2 separate regions of the Gossypium arboreum genome follow, and region 1 is linked to region 2. A link is a contact called in public Hi-C data. All regions are on one chromosome and are shown on one strand. Each heading gives the region's core, a stretch centred on a gene start, on an enhancer-like site or on the middle of the called end of the contact. The rest is flanking DNA. Distances are from core to core; before and after follow the strand shown.

Region 1 (3,802 bases), core at 1,219-3,718, 960 kb after region 2:
TCGGCCAAAAGGACCTATTCGTCAAATACTTTTTTTCCCCCAATCTACACTCGAAATTCATTTTCTTGATCTATAATACCATATTGAACTTATTTAATCATCACATTATTCAATCAGCCCAAAAACACATTATGGCAAAATTTACATTTTTCATCCTAACTTTTCAACCTTTTAACAATTTAGTTCTTAGGCTTGTAAAATGAATTTCTTTCAATGTCTTCACAACCCAAGCCTAGCTGAATGTTTTTTATACTCATAACAGCCCACAATTTTCGTTTATTCATACTTTTCTATACATTTTATAGACTTTTACAAATAAGTCCCTATTTGACGTTTTTACCTAAAATCACTTTACAAAAGTCATTTAACAAACATCAAACATGCATTTTCTACCATCAAACATCAAAATACAAGCATATTCAACATGGTTAAAATTTTAGACTTTAATTTTCTTTCAAATTAGTCCTTGAAATAGCTAAATCAAGTTACAACGATCTCAAAAATATAAAAATCGTTAAAAACGGGACAAGAACGGACTTACAATCAAGATTGAAAGCTTGGCCAAACCCTAGCTATGTCTCCTCTTCTAATTTTCGGCTATGGGGGACTAAATTGAAGAAGATGACATCATTTATTTAGTTATTTTGCCTTTATTTACCAAGTTACCTATTTACCCCTCACTTAAACTTTGAAATTTTACCTACTCTATTTCCATTTTTGTCTATCCTAGTGTATAATGGTCTAATTACCATTTAAGGCCTCTAATTTATAATTTCATAACAATTTACTACCTTTAGCCTATAGAACTCAAATTTTGCACCTATTGCAATTTAGTCCTTCTAGTCAAATTGAGTACTCAATCGATAAAATTTTTTAACGAAATTTTCACAAAATTATTCTATTATGCTATAGACCTTAAAGAAACAGTAAAATAAATATTTCTGCTTCGGATTTGTAGTCTCGAAACCACTATTTTGATTTGACCCAAAAACGGGCTATTACAAGTATGGAATGTTAATTTTTTTTAGGTGCCTTGGAGGGCATATTGGATCATTTTGAATATAATGTTATGTTTGAATTTGAATTTTTCATTGAGGTGCCAATTGTGGCATATTGGTTAGACACTTAGGATGATTGTTATAAGTGATATTTGTGGTATGCCTTGGTTGATGCTTTTCAGGTCTATAATTATATCTATGGTTACCATTTGAGCTTTAGGTGTTTTGGGCATGAAATGGACATTTTAAATATTGGTCTTTACCATTTCTGAACTTAAGTATCGATATTTTGGCATTTGGTATTGATACTTGATCATATGAAGAATTTTAAAACAAATAGAATGCCAGAATGGTATTAGTATTTTTTCATCAAATATCAATACTAGAAAATAATGTCGATACCCTTATTTCGCATAACAAACAAAATCGTGATTTGGTATCGGTATTTAATATGATATCAATACCCATTCATTACATATCAATATCAACTTTAAAAGTTTAAAATTTTAAAATTTTACAATTGAATCCTATTTCATGCTTGAATTACACAATTCAGTCCTTGCAAACTTTAAATTATTACATTTCATAATATGTGAATGGAATTTATATACATTGCATATAATTTTTTGTATTTGCTTGTAACATCTTATTACTCGGGTTCGATGATCGGACTAGGTAAGAGATGTTACAAATTTCACCCATCCGTGCATGTATTATACCCTTAGATTTCTAGATGACCTTTTAGCTAGGATGTTGGCCTTTTCTTTCTCGTGATGTAGTAGGCAGTTGACTTAAGCTGGAAATGAGTAATGTGTATTCTATCAAATAAATTAATATTATTTAACCATTTAAAAAGATTTCACATGTTAATCAACTAAAAATTTGATTGAATTTCACCCTTTTAATCTTTGATCAAAATCTCCAATGCAAGTAGATTATGGTACATTCAAAATATTAGTGAAAAATTTTATAAAAAAATGATATAATACTAAATGTTTCTTGATTGAAATAGTAAAAATAAAATTTTAAAAATTATGTTTTTAGTTCAAATCTGTATAGATTTTTTTAGATTTATCAAAAGATATAAATACTATTGATTAGTTTATAAAATGAATAAATTTTAAAACTTGATTGATGACATTTGATGGGGATTATAAATTATATAGATAAAAAGAAAAGAGAAGGGAAGGCAGATATTGATAGAAATCTATTGACTATCTTTGTTTTCCATTGTTATAAAATCACATATTTGTCCACATACAAAATGTAGAAAAGAGATATAACAAGTTTTCCTTTTTGTTTGTTTGTTCAAAGGCATATGGCCTACACTCATCCAATAACTTTTTTAGATTATATTTATCTCTAATTAAAATGATTTTATTTATAATTTTCTTTTGATGTTTTTATATTATTTTTAAAAAAGTGAAACTCCTGATATATATAAATCCCCTTTGATAGATGCACATTTTTAGGTCTTTCCCATTCTCTCTCTTGATTTTTTTGGGCTTTCTTTTCTCTCTCTTTCTCTTTCGTAGTTTATTTTTTTGCCTTCGCAGGTTTCTCTCTCCTCTCTCTTTCTCTCTCCAGAAAGGGCAAACCCTAAAGAGTCGTTTACACCCCCTCTAAGTAAGTTTTCTCTCTCCTCTCACTTTCCTTTCCCCTCTTTTCTCTTTCTTTGCTTTCTCTTTCTAACAGTTTTTGAATATATGGGTCCTTCCATGCTTATTCTTTGTACTATTAAAACTTTTCATATGTATTCTCATTTATTTATTTGTTTGTCTGTTTGTTTGTTCGAGCTCTGGAGGTGAAATTTATGAAAGGAGATCTAAAGGATGTTATAAAGTTTCCATTTTGAAAGCCCTGATACTGCCATAAAAGAAAAACCCAAACTTTATTTTTTTTTCCTTTTTCAAGATTTTGTTTTTGGTCTATAATAGTAGATCTGATTATGGGTTACGATGCGTGCAAAGATTGGACTTTGGGGAAATGTGGGGAATTGGAAATTATTTTGAATCTCAAATTTTCCATCTTTCTGTTTGGTATCTTTAAATTTCTATTTCTGCTGCTTTGGGGATCTTAGATTTTTCCAAATCTGCTATATACATATTTACTGTGGATTTAGATCTTTCGTTTCCATATCATGGATCTGCGATACTGTGAAGGCCGCTCATTGGGGGCTTTTTTCAATTTCCTCCCAATTGAGAGTTAGAAAATGTAACATATTTGCCCCTTTTTGTTTTCTTGGGAATCAAACGGATCTTTGAATTTTGAATGTTGGTTCTTGTCTGATCTTTTATTTGCTTTCATATGTATTTTGATGTGGCTGAATCTTGCTTCATTCATGTAAATGTGTTAGATTGCTTATTTGAAACATTGTTTTTTGTTTGAATGTCTGTCTTTAGTGTTGTTATGTTTTTTTCATGGTCTTTGTGGGTTCTTTAATGGGAATGTTAAGCAGGATTTGAATGGCATTTATGGAATAATGTGAATCATGTTAAAAGTTTAATCATTTTGTTCTTGTTGTTGGTGGCTATGTATAGCTTCATGGATGACGATGCGTTGAACATGCGTAATTGGGGTTACTATGAGCCATCCTTTAAAGGACATCTTGGTCTGCAGCTTATGTCAAGCATGGCTGAGCGGGACACAAAGTCTTTTATTCCAATGCGCGATCCGAATCTCATGGTTACTCCCAATGCTGCCTTTCACCCACGCGACTGCATTGTTTCGGAGGCTCCTATCCCCATGAATTATGTTAGGGATAGATGGATTAGCCAGAGAGAAAAGTTTTTTAACATGTTACC
Region 2 (3,840 bases), core at 1,044-3,543:
GTGCAGATCAAAGAACAAAGAGATTTAAGGGCTAATGGGGGTTGATCATTCATCATTGCATGATCAACTTGCCGTCACTCTCCTTCCCCTTCTGTTGTGGCTGAAGACATGTAACTCATAGCAAGTGAGGTCTCATCATCTGGACCAGCAGCTGTTGATGTTTGGAACTGATGCTTGCAAGTTTGACAAGTGATCTGCATGATTGTAGCACTTATCTTCTTTGTGGCTTGATCTTTCAAGGCTTGAGCTTTCTCCAGTTCACCTTGCGCTTGTTGCCTTATCCTCTTTGCACTAGCGAACTCAAGCTCAGCCATCTCGATCTGTCTCTTAGCTTCTTGTCTAGCCTTTTCGGCGTAGGCCTTCTCGGCCATGGCCAACTTTAGCTGCCCACTTGCGAACTCTTTCAACCTACTAGCTTCCAATGTCGTTTTACTTGCATTCTTTTCGCCACCGTCGTTGGACCCTATCGATAGCTTCAAATGAGTAGCGTACTCCTCATATGAATCCCTCGAGTTAGCGGTTGATGAAGGTAGAAGTTGAAGTTCAAGATTGTGTTGCAGATGTTGGCGCTGATAGTCTGAACCAGACACACGCTTGTACAAGAAAACAGGCTCCGTTGATTTTGTAATCGGCAATCCATGCAATGGGGCGATGCTAAAGTTGGCATCGCTTGAAGGACTAGTGCTTGAAGCCGTCCGAGAGGAGCAGGCTGCTGCAGGTTGCAGCTGCGCCTGCAACTCAGGTTGAACTCGTCGAGTGGTGCAAACATCTTGGTGTTCAATGAAACTCTCCACCCTGAAACGACACAGATTAGATGAGAATTTGGACTGTTCCAGGTTTTTTTTTTTTTAAATAATCAAGTTTGGATTATACAAACTAAGTCAAGGAAGCAACCAAGTCCTCTTCATGTAGGGTTAACGAGGAACAAAGCAATATAAAATGCAATATAAAATTGATTTTAGTTACCTATAGGTCGGATTATGAGACTAGGTTTCCTGTATGAAAATACTAATTAAAATATGAACTGGGGTCTGAATTCTAGTGTCTGTAAACAACTATTTTGCGTGTAATTGGGTTTTAATTAAGTAAACAAACAAAAACATGTTATGGGGAATAGGGAAGAGGAAATCATTCTTGGATTTTGTTTTTAGGATGATTTTGAGGGTATTTTTAGGGTTTGAATGTGGAAAAAAAATTGAGAGGAAAGAGGAAAGAGAAGGAGGTTGTATTTTGGGGGTATGAAGAAGTGAAGTGAGAGTGACCTGGAAAAGACACGGCCACAGTCACAAGAATGGCCCCGGGTGCCACAAGTCTTGAGATGAGCCTTGTAATCAGACTGAACAGCGTAACCTTTAGAGCATTTCTCGCAAACCCACTGTTTCTGATTGCTGTGTTTCCGCCGGAAATGTTTCTTGATGCCAACCAGATCACCTAAAGCATGGCAAGGGTCATGATGCAAGCAGGTTGGCTCGGGGCAAACGAACACCCTCTTCTTCACCTCTTGTGATTCCCTTTTCAGCAGCTTCCATGGCACCTTATGCCTTCTCCTATGCATTTGCAGGTTCTGGTCTCTTTGAAACCCTTGGTTGCAGATCTCACAAACATATCTATCCGATTCCAGCAACGTTTTCGGAGATAAAGAAACCACCTCTGCATCAGGATCTACAAACACAAAATCAATTCAATTATGAACAAAACAAAAAACAAAAGAATAGGGTATTTAACTAATGAATTAAAACATATAAGCTAGTACAACCTGGGGTGCCTGCTGGCTTTCTTTTTCTTTTATGGGTGGCCCCATTTTCCAAAGGAGTGAGGGGATCAGAGGAGGAAGATGGAAGGGGTGCAGCAGAAATTGAAGAGTTGTCTAACATAGTGATGGTTTGCAGTTCACTATATGTGTGGTGTGGGTGATGGAGTTTGAAGTGAAAAAACAAATCAATCAATCTTGCTTTAGCTGTACAGGTGGTGGAGGGCTTGGCTTGGAGTAGCTAGTGGGGGAGAGGAAATTCAGCTTTCCTGATAATACTACACAAAGGAAAATGGGGATCAGAGAGAGAGGGAAGGGAACATGGAGAAGAAGAAAAAGCTATTGCTTTCTGCCATCAACTTTCTATCTTTTAAGCTTTATTTAAAAAAAGTTTTCTTGGTTTTGCTGTTTCAATTAGACCCCCACCATGAACAGGTAAGGTTGAGGCAAGTCTTACTTATAAAGCTCCTTTGAATGAGAGAGAGGAGGAGAGGGGGCTGATTCAATCACAAATGCTTGTGTTTTGGGAGCCCACACCCACATAATAACACACAGGCATTTGGACAGGAACAAAAAAACATCCTCACAACAAAACAAACTGTCATTATTCAATCACACAGTAATTTGCATGAATTTATTTCTTTATTATTCATATATTATTCCTATTTGTATATATGAATAGTAACTGCAGGCCACACCACCCTTCCATTTCCACCTGACCTCTTTTTTTTTTCATTTCCCTTTTGTGAGAAAAAGTTGAGATGTAAATCTTGGGGGGAGGGGTGAAAATGGATTATTTGTTTGATTAAGCAAAATGTAAACTAAAACCCTAAATTAGTACTGTTTTCTTTCAGTTTTTCTAAAGATGAGGGAAACAAGATTTGTCACTTTCAAGAAGGTTGAAATCATTTCTATAAGAGATTTTTTTTTTCTTTCTTTTTCTTTTAGTTATTTAAAATCTCCTCCCCCATCCTTCAAAATTTGCCCTATTTCTCATTATGTAACTCTTTCTCCAATAAAGAAAAAGGGATATTGGAACCCTAATAATTCTATTTGCCAGAAAGTTACTGTTATATCACTCAGCTAATGAGTTCAAAAAAGTTATTGTGGTAGATACTGATTTTGGCTATACATATAAAAAAAAGTTGAAAAAATAAAGTTTTGAATGAAAAATATTTGAGCTAGAGATAGAATTAGAGTGATGAAATTCAACTCAATTGAAGAACCTATCTACATTGTGATATTATTTTATTTTGATATATTATATATAAGATCATATTGACTGTATATGAAATAGGTTTGCATGGGTTCCAACAAACACTCGTATTCTTTTATCATAAAACATCGTTAATTATCATCATGGAATTGTGTAAACCCTATAGAGGTTTAAATAATATATCGATAAATATTAACAGAATCTTTTACTACCCCACTTATTCAATCAACATTTTAATTCAATTATCAAATAACTAAATTTTAGTAGAATCAACTTCTATATTTTTATTTTAATCATTTAAAACAATTCACTTATAACCAGAGGCAAAATTTGAAATTTTTTAAGGGACTAAAATTAAATTGTAATTTTGTGATAGTAAAAATACAATTTCACCATTTTAATAGTCTATATCTTTATAATTTTAAATGATTAAATCAAAATTTTATCATTTTAAGGGGTTAAAGTATAATTTTACTTTTACTAATTTAAAATTTTAAAGGGCTTAAATGAAAAGTTTTCCATGTTGAGGAGATGGGGCTCCTGCCATCCCCACACAGTAAGAATAGTTATGAAGTACATTTCTCTTATTAAATTACTTCTTTATAACAATATATTATTTAAAAATTTAAGTAAAATTATAATTTTAGCATATAAATAAGTCTATTAATTATAATTTATTAATAAAAATGATCTTAATTAAAATATTATTCCAATAAAAAATTAAATTTTACATGAAAAATTTATTAATTATATTTTATTAAATAAAATGATCTTCAATGAGTGAAATTAAAAATATTAATTCAATAAACTATTAAATTTTTAATTAAATATTTTACAATAAATTTAGAATATCATAAACTTATAAATTGATCTC

The links. Hi-C and Micro-C count contacts between places; a contact is called where the count stands out from the background.
Region 1: a contact with region 2 is called in a Hi-C map of leaf, with 3 times the contacts expected there. The contact joins the promoter of LOC108476238 here to the promoter of LOC108487572 in region 2. A contact is called at or near these places in 2 of 5 Hi-C or Micro-C datasets (both in leaf).

What each region holds. Positions count from the first base shown.
Region 1 is chr1:45,519,388-45,523,189 of ASM2569848v2, forward strand. LOC108476238 (protein BASIC PENTACYSTEINE2) reads left to right here and starts at 2,469. Exons shown (of 2, transcript XM_017778387.2): 1 at 2,469-2,624; 2 at 3,539-3,802. The coding sequence starts at 3,543.
Region 2 is chr1:44,556,565-44,560,404 of ASM2569848v2, forward strand. LOC108487572 (zinc finger protein SHOOT GRAVITROPISM 5-like) reads right to left here and starts at 2,294. Exons shown (of 3, transcript XM_017791945.2): 1 at 1,757-2,294; 2 at 1,263-1,662; 3 at 1-795. The coding sequence starts at 1,874. The coding sequence ends at 75.